Linked DNA regions of Mus musculus: region 1 is linked to region 2. The links are chromatin contacts, called in public Hi-C maps. All regions are on one chromosome and are shown on one strand. The core of a region is the stretch at or near the end of the contact, and the rest is flanking DNA. Distances in the headings are between cores, read along the strand shown. Region 1 has its middle 13 kb from the start of Bdnf. Region 2 has its middle 78 kb from the start of Kif18a.

The links. Hi-C and Micro-C count contacts between places; a contact is called where the count stands out from the background.
Region 1: a contact with region 2 is called in a Hi-C map of pancreatic cancer cells, with 3 times the contacts expected there. The contact joins two enhancer-like sites. A contact is called at or near these places in 13 of 39 promoter capture datasets (the 3T3-L1 cell line, 3T3-L1-derived adipocytes, cranial neural crest and 8 more), 1 of 15 datasets of contacts at CTCF or cohesin (the NIH/3T3 cell line), 13 of 484 Hi-C or Micro-C datasets (cortical neurons, embryonic fibroblasts, embryonic stem cells and 5 more), 15 of 115 datasets of contacts at active chromatin or transcription factors (the NIH/3T3 cell line, craniofacial prominence, embryonic stem cells and 2 more) and 3 of 9 other capture datasets (adipose tissue, embryonic stem cells and pancreatic islet).

What each region holds. Positions count from the first base shown.
Region 1 is chr2:109,677,478-109,682,881 of GRCm38.p6, reverse strand. It overlaps a transcript of Bdnf not described here. Among named protein-coding and RNA genes, the nearest start is that of Bdnf, 13 kb to the left of the region's middle. Within about 2 kb of position 1,566, at least 23 of the 459 cell types and tissues checked have an H3K27ac peak or open chromatin away from gene starts, as enhancers often do. A contact at or near this core is called in pancreatic cancer cells, where this site is marked.
Region 2 is chr2:109,356,238-109,361,334 of GRCm38.p6, reverse strand. No RefSeq gene overlaps it. Among named protein-coding and RNA genes, the nearest start is that of Kif18a, 78 kb to the right of the region's middle. Within about 2 kb of position 2,669, at least 8 of the 459 cell types and tissues checked have an H3K27ac peak or open chromatin away from gene starts, as enhancers often do. A contact at or near this core is called in pancreatic cancer cells, where this site is marked.

The DNA.
Region 1 (5,404 bases), core at 317-2,816, 320 kb before region 2:
TATACTTTGAAATGTATTTTGCCATTTGCCTAAAATAGAATTCAAGAGTGATGTCTGTCATCCTTAGTGCATCAGAAGTTATTTTAAATATGGCATCTTTATAAAAGTCAATAGCTGCCTCATCAAAGGGCAATCATGTCCAGTGTGGGTGGCTGTGCCAATTGTTTTTGAACTACTGCAGCAATCCAGCCAATCGCAGGGAATGGCTTGCAGTCTCTCGACACCCACATTTCTTCTTAATTATCTCCACGAGGCTGAGTTAGCTAAGGACAGATCTATAGCATTTCCTGGATGTCCAAATGCCCACACACCTTCTGCAGGCTTTGAGTTACCAGTTCTCTTTCATGTTTCTCCTGGCTAGACCATCTAATTATCTATTAGCATGTACATATAATGCATTATTTATAAGAACAAGACACTTTCAGGATGCAATATCTTTAATTTTAAAAAGAAATGACATAAAACATAGAACATGTATGTCACAAAGAAAAGTGCCCTCAAATTTGACAGTGGGAATTCTACCACATCCTTCCTTTAAAATAAATCTAAACAAATATAAGGTCATTCATTGTTCAATTTAAACTATCATAATCATCATTTTTGAGAAAAAATGGTAAATTCCACATCCAGAGACCTCCTATGTAGGTCCCAAATCTGTTGTCTTTAAGTTTTATTTAAATGTATTTAGAAAGTAAAAAATTAGTGATTTAAAATTCTAAATCATCAAAGGTTAGGATAAGTTAAACTGGATTTCTTGTGAAGAAAGGGGAAATAGTTACAGTGCACACAATTCTCCTATAGTGCTCGGTCATGACCCATGGGTCTCACGCATACCACCAAATGCTCTACCTTTCAACTATCCCTGCTATCTTTCTACTATTTGTTTTGAGACAGAGAACCATTAAATTGCACAAACTGAGTTTAAATTCATTCTGCAGGCTAGGCAGGCCTTGAGCTTGTGATCCTCATACCTCATCCACCTCCAGGTTGTATATTGTACACTAGTCAACCATGACACTGAAATAGACTTTAGAACTTATCCTGAGAACATTGTTTCTGTACTATGTGCATGGAAACAGAAACTGAGTTGACGTTTCAGTTATTGATAATGAGTTGAGGATAAAGCTTGAACTATGTCTTTGAACCCAAGTCACTGTGTTTTCTTGAAGAAAGTACAAATCCAGATGTCTTTAAGGGGTCAGATTTTGTCACCAGCCTATAGGTTCTGGCAAGATAAGGATCATTCAGTCTTGCTCATGGCTGAATCTTCAAATTCTGACATAGTTTGGGACTCATAATTGATTAATATTTAATACATATGGAATAAAATTATGACTGTTAATTTTCTGCAGAAATATGCTGGGAGCAAATGCCATCATAGCTCACTTAAGATAGGCAAACACTATCTACCAAGGTAAACAAGTATCCAGGAATCCAAAACCAGGATGAAATTCCAGAGGGTTGAAAGAGAGCAAGCCAGCATGAACTCATGCATCGGATATGGGCTGGACTAAGTGACCTCTGACAAATGTCTGGCCATTAGATTCTCTGACTCATGAGTAAAAGTAATGTACTTCTTGGCTTTGACCTATCTTCTGTGTTTGTTTTTCAGGGGAATTAGTGACTGTGACTTAGCTAGTGTGTCAGCCACAGGAAGATTCCTGTTTTCTTTGAGCCTCCAACTTTGAGAGAGGGAAAGAAGAATTTAGGAAGGCAAGGTCATGGGCTGATTAAAACTTTCCATTAGTTCTGCCAAATTTGGGGAGTATTTGTAGATCCCTTTTTTAAAAAATTAGATAAATCAAAATAGGAGAAAATGATGCCTAAAATACCCTCAGAGGCCTTAGATAGGTCTGAGGGGCATGGTGGGCACTGAACAAGCACAGTCCTTGAAACTGGAAGAGACAGACTCCGAGCCTTCAGACCGTCCACTGTGGTATGTCTCTGCAGCTTGGCACCGAAATTCCCTGTGTAAGAGGCCATGGTGATCCCCACCCAACATAGCCCATCTGGAAATCAAATGAAGAAACCTGTAATGAGTTGTCAAAATTCTCCATGAAGTGTTCTTACTAGAAAATACAAATAAACTGTGCGCTTGATTATAGAGAACTCCTTACAGGATTCTTTTTACAGTGTTGGAATGGAAGAGAAAAGAGAGGGAGGAAAGATGGGGGTGGGGGGAGTCAGGATTGGCAAAAAACCAAACCAAACCCAAACCAACAAAACCCCCAAAAACCTTACCAACGAGAATGGAGGCAGGATAATTCAGTATTTTGACCCAAGTGTCAAGTTGGGGCAGGGGCGTCACTGCTTATAGAACATGTCTCCTTTTTCTAGAGATACTTGTGAAAGGAACAGCTCTACATTCCCAACTAAAAGATGTAAGGCTTTATGGTCTTGATATTATGCTCAGTCTGAAGTCAGAAGGGGAGAGAACATTTTATTGTTTAAAAATTTAATCTTCTCCACTTAAGGCAACCCCCTCCACTTTCAGAGCACTCAGTAAGTGGTAAACGTTCACTGAATGCTAATGTTTATTTTATTATTAACTACTACACAGTGTTCTTTATAGGGATTACAGTATGTAATTTTAAGAGATTTGCTGCTTGTTAAACTCCCACTAGAAACACACACACACACACACACACACACACAATGCACTGACAGATCAGCAAAGAAAGACACTAGCAAAAGAAAGATAATTTGAGATACTTCTGAGGTAGCAGTTGTAAAATTAAAATAGGCAACTCATTAAATTATCCATAGAGTGAAAAGAAAGCTACAAAAATAGATATTTTTCTGGCAAGTCAGTGCTGTTCAGAACAAATATAGTTTTCAGTCAGCAGAGTTTTTATATCAGATGATATCAGTTCATATTTGTTAGGATCACTTGCATGGTTGGACTAGTTTGCTCTAATTAAAAGCAAAAAATTACGTAGAAGAATTTATTTAGGAAGAAAAATCAACACTTCAATAAGACATCATTTTAACTTACAGACTGTAAACAATACAACCAAATGAATGCTATCTGAGCAATTTGGAACATGGTCCCCAAGATCACAGAACTTTTTAAAAACTAAATAAATAAAACTCCTTTTGTAAGTCATATTTTAGTTTCAACTGCCTCAATTCAATTTTCTGACTTTCAGTGGCTGCTTATCTGTTTTGTGGTCACCCAGGCTCTTGTCTCTTTCTCCCTTTGCTGGTGTTGATACATTGTTTCTTATTAAAGTTTCCCCTAGAGGACAGGCCAGGAAAAGGAAAGACCTAAATTCACCAGCTTTTTCTTATTAAGAATTTAAAGACTTGGTAGGGGAAGTGCAAATGAAAGCAGCGGCTTACACAGGTTGATCCCACTTCTTTTCAAAGCTTCTCTCCAATTTACACTGATAGATAACTGACAATATTTAGCAAGCCAATTAATCGCTTGCTTAAAAAAAAACACAACAACCTTCATTTCCTGCCTTGACTGTACAGATGAGATGATCTTTTTAATTAGCAAGGACTCTGGTTCAATCAAGTACAAATGCTGCATGTAAAAAGGATGGTATACTGATGAGGCCCATTTCTGGAGTGGCAGTTTGCAGAGCCTATTCAGATGTTCTTCTCTGTCCTCCAAAAATTGCTGTGTTGTGGGTCTTAATGTCAAGGATACTGGGAAAGATTCTGGCAAGATGCACATCATATTTTCATCTAATTCAGAACTTATATATTTCACTGAGGGAGATAGACCAAGGTAAAAATCTCACCTACAGTGTTAATATGCAAGACCAGGGGCTACAAAAGTAGGCTAGATTACTATTAAGATTATAAGGTTAAATGTCTCTCTCTCTCCCTCTCTTCCTCCCTTTCCATCTCCTATCATCTTTAATCTTCTGATTCCAAAAAGGGCAGTTGAAATACCTTTGCTTTTGCGTTAAAGAGATCTATGTTAATACATAAAAATAGTGAATATCAGGGGCACCATTCTTAAAGTGACAGTGGAAACCATCTTTCCTTACAAGTCAAGGATGCTTGGGTGTAAGAGGATGACGTGACACTTTTGAGGCTTATTTAAATTGTTAAAAAAAATGGAGGTTAAATAATTAGGCTGGTAAGTATTTTTTCTCCTTGTCGCCCAGACATGATACCTATAATTTCCTCTGTTCAACTGTCAGACAAATTGGCAAGTGGACTAAAAACAATATTCCCTTAACGAAGCGTTCGTCTAAAGCCCTAGCAACTGTATTAGGCAGCCCCAAGTATTCACGAGCAAGGCATGGCGCGGGAGGGAAACTCTGCAATTTAGAATGACAGATGATTATTTTTTTCTCTATCCATTAAGCTTTCTCAAAATGTCATAATATTTACACCTATTCCTTGGTGAATTAGATCCAAAGACAGGCAGACAGAAAGAAAGAAGGAAGGAAAAAAAAATCCCTCCAACTGGTTGCCGCTGGGTTGGGGAAAAGCAGGCGTTGCACCTTTAAATTTTGTCCCTTGGTTCTCTGTCCCCGGCCCCCCTTCTCAGGATTTTGCAATAAATCTCCCAGTTCTGCGTTCAGCCCTGCAGATCCGTATTTAAAACAGCACCATCTGGGAAGGGTGGGTGGCGATGGTGATGCGGGCGCCTTGGAGTTCCTTTGCAGCACGCTTGGAATTGCATCAGACTGATCCGAAATCCCCCCGCCCCCAAGCCCTGCCCCTCCCGCCACGCTTCCCTCCCGGCCCCTCCCCTCCGCTCCTTTCGCGTAGATCTGACTGAGAAAACGCCTGGATCCCGGAACTGTCTGTGCCCCATTCGCTGCAGGCTTGATCCGTAAACCCTGCCCTACGCTCCCTTTGTGTGGCGAACAGCCTATGGGCAGTCATCTGATCCAACTGCCTGTTTTTCATTCTTTCTCCACCCCCCTCACCCCCCCAAATTTCCACAATATCCTAGCATCGTCTATGAATTCATCATTTCCACCTGCGCAGAGTTGGGATGCTTTCGTTCATTAAAATAATCTTGAGTCTTGAGTTTTGGAAATCTTTCCTTTTCCCCCCAATAACGCCCCTCACCCGCATCCCAAGCCTTATCCGGGGAGGGGTCCCAAGGCACCAAGCCTTACTCCGAAAGCTGCGGCAGGGCAAAGCTCCTGGCCTGAACAAAGGGCGGTGGAAGCGGTGGGAATGGGGGGTTGTAAGAGTGTGGAGAGGTCTTCCCCGCCCCCCGCCCGGGGGCACGCAAGTCCCTGAACTCCCGGAAGAGAGGCTGGAGGACAGCGCAGTGGCACGCTCCGGGCGCACCGAGTCCCCTGGGGGCGCAGGCGGGGGCAGGGGAGTTGGAGGAAAAGACTGGGCGGCTCCCAGCCGGAGTCTAGCTTATCTCCAATCCCTCCATCTTCACTCCCTGCTAGGCTACCAGGCCACCCAGGTAGTGGCG
Region 2 (5,097 bases), core at 1,420-3,919:
GCCCCAACCTTCAAGGTATAAGAATTTTTCCATTCTTTTTTTTTTTTTTTTTTTTTTTTTCCATTTTTTATTAGGTATTTTGCTCATTTACATTTGCAATGCTATACCAAAAGTCCCCCATAGCCACCCACCCCCTCTCCCCTACCCACCCACTCCCCTTTTATGGCCCTGGCGTTCCCCTGTACTGGGGCATATAAAGTTTGCGTGTCCAATGGGCCTCTCTTTCCAGTGATGGCCGACTAGGCCATCTTTTGATGCATATGCAGCTAGAGTCAAGAGCTCCGGGATACTGGTTAGTTCATAATGTTGTTCCACCTATAGGGTTGCAGATCCCTTTAGCTTCTTTGGTACTTTCTCTAGCTCCTTCATTGGGGGCCATGTGATCCATCCAATAGCCGACTGTGAGCATCCACTTCTATGTTTGCTAGGCCCAGGCATACTCTGACAAGAGACAGCTATATCAGGGTCCTTTCAGCATAATCTTGCTAGTGTATGCAATGGTGTCAGCATTTGGAAGCTGATTATGGGATGGATCCCCGGATATGGTAGTGTCTACATGGTCCATCCTTTTATCTCAACTCCAAACTTTGTCTCTGTAACTCCTTCCAAGGGTGTTTTGCTCCCACTTCTAAGGAGGGGCATAGTGTTCACACTTCAGTCTTCATTTTTCTTGAGTTTCATGTGTTTAGGAAATTGTATCTTATATCTTGGGTATCTTAGGTTTTGGGCTAATATCCACTTATCAGTGAGTACATATTGTGTGAGTTCCTTTGTGAATGTGTTACCTCACTCAGGATGATGCCCTCCAGGTCCATCCATTTGGCCAGGAATTTCATAAATTCATTCTTTTTAATAGCTGAGTAGTACTCCATTGTGTAGATGTACCACATCTTCTGTATCCATTCCTCTGTTGAGGGGCATCTGGGTTCCTTCCAGCTTCTGGCTATTATAAATAAGGCTGCTATGAACATAGTGGAGCATGTGTCCTTCTTACCAGTTGGGGCATCTTCTGGATATATGCCCAGGAGAGGTATTGCTGGTTGTTATCATGTAGAAGAATGCGAATCGATCCATACTTATCTCCTTGCACTAAGGTCAAATCTAAGTGGATCAAGGAACTTCACATAAAACCAGAGACACTGAAACTTATAGAGGAGAAAGTGGGGAAAAGCCTTGAAGATATGGGTACAGGGGAAAGATTCCTGAACAGAACAGCAATGGCTTGCTCTGTAAGATCGAGAATTGACAAATGGGACCTAATGAAACTCCAAAGTTTCTGCAAGGCAAAAGACACCGTCAATAGGACAAAAAGACCACCAACAGATTGGGAAAGGATCTTTACTTATCCTAAATCAGATAGGGGACTAATATCCAACATATATAAAGAACTCAAGAAGGTGGACTTCAGAAAATCAAATAACCCCATTAAAAAATGGGGCTCAGAACTGAACAAAGAATTCTCACCTGAGGAATACCGAATGGCAGAGAAGCACCTGAAAAAATGCTCAACATCCTTAATCATCAGGGAAATGCAAATCAAAACAACCCTGAGATTCCACCTCACACCAGTCAGAATGGCTAAGATCAAAAATTCAGGTGACAGCAGATGCTGGCGTGGATGTGGAGAAAGAGGAACACTCCTCCATTGTTGGTGGGATTGCAGGCTTGTACAACCACTCTGGAGATCAGTCTGGCGGTTCCTCAGAAAACTGGATATAGTACTACCGGAGGATCCATTCTTTTTTTTTAATCACACATTTTCTGGGAAAAAAATCTCACAATTGTACAGTTAGTTATGGTGGCCCACCCAGCACTCCCAGCATGTGAGTAAAGGAGTCATAAGTTCAAGCCCATCGAGGCTGCATTCTGAGAGCCCATCTCTACATTTAATATCTCATTTGGTTAAAGTGACAACTTTAAAGCTAGAAACCCAGCTTTATAATACAAAAAGGGGAAACTGAGGCTTGGAAAACTTCTGTTCATTATCTGGGACCTCCAGCTACAAGTGGATGAATCCAGAAAGGGAACACATGCTTTGTAACTCTGCCGGAACTTGCTTTTTTCTGCAGCCCAGTGGCCTTCCTTGGTGCACCAGCCTCCTCTTTCTTTACAGGGCAAGTCACTGGTGTCTTCACATAAATATTAAAATAGGTAGGCAAAGGTCTCGAGTCCAGAAAAGAGAATCCCAAATATTACTAGATTTTTATTGCTGCTATGAAAACTTCCAAAGTGGAAGGATTTTCTTCTCTCCTCAAACAACTGATACTGATTAAGTCAGTCTGAAGGATTCGGTATCAGACAATTATTTCTTTTTCACTTTTTTCTTCTTTGCTCCAGACCTTTTACCCCACCCCCACCCCTGAGCCCAGTTACTAAAGGATATCAGGTGACAACAAGATTTATGAGAAGTCCAAAGGCCACATCTGGGTCACTGAACAGAGATCAACAGATATCGTTCAACCAGTTAGGAATTTTAAAAATCCTTTATGTTCCATCCAAGTAAAAATGTTTATCCATGTAATTAAAATGAATTAATTTATGAATTAATCTACTCATCATGGTTTCATCACTACTGAGTATTTATTTTATCATAGGAATTGTTTATCTGTAAGGTATGTCACTCTGAATAAGCATTGACTCTGTCTTTACAGAGATTCAGTAATCACATGTATAATGACTAATATACCACAGGTCTGCATTTTAAAGGTAAGTCAAACTATTCTCATCATTATGGTTATGGTTATAAGCATGATCAGTTTCATGAACACTAAAGACCTAATCAGGGAAAGAATATTCATCAAAAAGGTTTTGAGTTTATTAAGCAGTGGTCAGAATACGGTGTGACTCTCCTTTCTTGGTGACAAATACCAAGCTAGGGACCAAGTATTGTTTTTCCCCCAGTGTTTGTTTATATAGTGAGTAAGTTAAGACTTACCCTGCTTTTAGAAGCAGCGAGTATGAGACATGGAAGGAAATACTAAAATATTTGAAGTAGAATTCCCACCTAGCATTGTAAGATTTACAGAATGAAATGAGAAATACATACGGCACACATTCTATCATCAGAACCGTTTGTTTCCATGGGAGAACTGAATAAGGCTACTGAGAAATCTAGTGCAGAAAATCAATCCTCTTTAAGAACAGCCACTCTGACTTGACTGGTGTTAAGTGAAGAAACAGATTTCTTTAAGCTAGGGAGCAGCAAGAAGTTGTAATCATGTGACCCAAGCAGAGAGCCTTTAGACAGGGTCACCTTCCTAGGATCCCACTGTCTGCTCAGAATAAATTATGCTTACAGTGGTTTCACAAGAGACTCTTGGCTTTATGATGGTATGCCCACGTAACCATCCCGTTACACCCCCCCCCCCCACACACACACACACGCACAACGTTTACAACATGATTCAACCAGTTAGATGATTTAGCCCACATTTTTTATTTCACAAAATAAACCTAGTGTTAAATAATCTTTTACCATCAAAATTAAGGTAAGTGTTCTGAGGGCATCTCAGGAAGACAATGTGTGTCATTCATTTTAAATGCATTAACGTATTGTGTTTTCAATTTATGATGAGTTTTTGAGGTATTTATTCTATGATCTGTTGTTATGACATCAACCTCAGGAAAGTGGAGACTTTACTCTATATCCTCTATACCTAGAAAGTGACCAGAATAGTAGAGGTGCCATGTTTCTTAAAATAATGAGTGCAAAATACATAAATACATAGCAAAATTGTCAATAATCACAATAATCACAATAAAAATAATGATGATGATGACGATAAACATCCATGCACAGTTCTACAGGCTAGCCCTGTGCTCAGGATTGACACATAATTTTCTGCTGCATAGGAAGCTAGTAGGGTCTAGGGTTCAATTTTCCATGAGACAGTATTGAACCAAGATTAGAAATCACAGCATCAAATGGAAGCCCATTTTCATCTGAAGGCAAAAGAGAGATTTTTCTTTTGTATAGAGACCAGGGAAAACATGGTTCAGGATACTACCTCAAGTGGACACTGCCTTGGGATAAACTCAAGAGGTGGAGGAAGTCAAAGGAGCAAAGATGGGAAGAATCCGAGGCCATATGCAGAGCTAACTCAACATGAAGTTCTATCTAATCTATTCTTCTCATTTTAATAGCTAATAAGTTCCGTTGGTTGCTTAATCAAGTTTTGGGGATAGTGTTGCTTTCATCTCACCGAATCCAGGTAGATACTATTTAGTAACTACAGGGTTTAGAGCTATTGAATTCCTCTTTGCTTCTATCTCATCAAGTGAGAACACTGGAAGGGAGCTCTGGATTTGTTGTGGGGATTAAGGGATAATGTAAGTAAGCGTACTGAGCACAGTGCCTTCACAGAGTGAGGAGTCTGTGTATGATCTGATATCAAGAAAGCATTGCAGGAAAGGACAGAACAGAGAGCTGTGACTACTGTAGGCCAAATGTGAGACACATCATTTATCTCTTTCTGTGACTATGTTTAGATGCTTCCATTCTCCAAAACAGCATTGGATCTGTTGTTCATGTAAACCTTTTTAATTATACTTTGAGCTTCTAGAGTGAAGCAAAGGAGGCAGGGCCTTAGGAATGCCCAACACTGTGTGGCGTGTATGGCAAGTATTGTATTGAAGCTTGTAGAATTGAAGGATTAACTTGGGGAGAAAGTCACTTATTGAAGAGGAGAGACAGAGGCAAGTGGGCAAAAAGAAGACAGAGCCCCTGGGTTAGGTTTTAGGAGGTAGCAGGAGGAGGGGTGGGGGGAGGAACTCAGTTGGAGGAATCACACTCAAAAAGAAACAAATTTAACAATAAAAGGGATGCAATGTTTTGTTCCCAATGATGGCTATGGCATTTCTTTTAGGCTCTGTGCACAGCCAAGCACTACATTTTTTCACTGATTATAACAATGACAAAGTCTGGGAAAAACATTTCCCAGTATCTATACCTCGCCATGAACTTTCCTCAAGAGGGCTGGGACCAGGATACTTATGTTTATGCTACACAATAAACCGAGTAAGACTTTCTAAAAGCATCAACTGGAATAGTTTTCCCAAATGTTACTTTTAACTATACAATTGTATCCTGTGAAAATG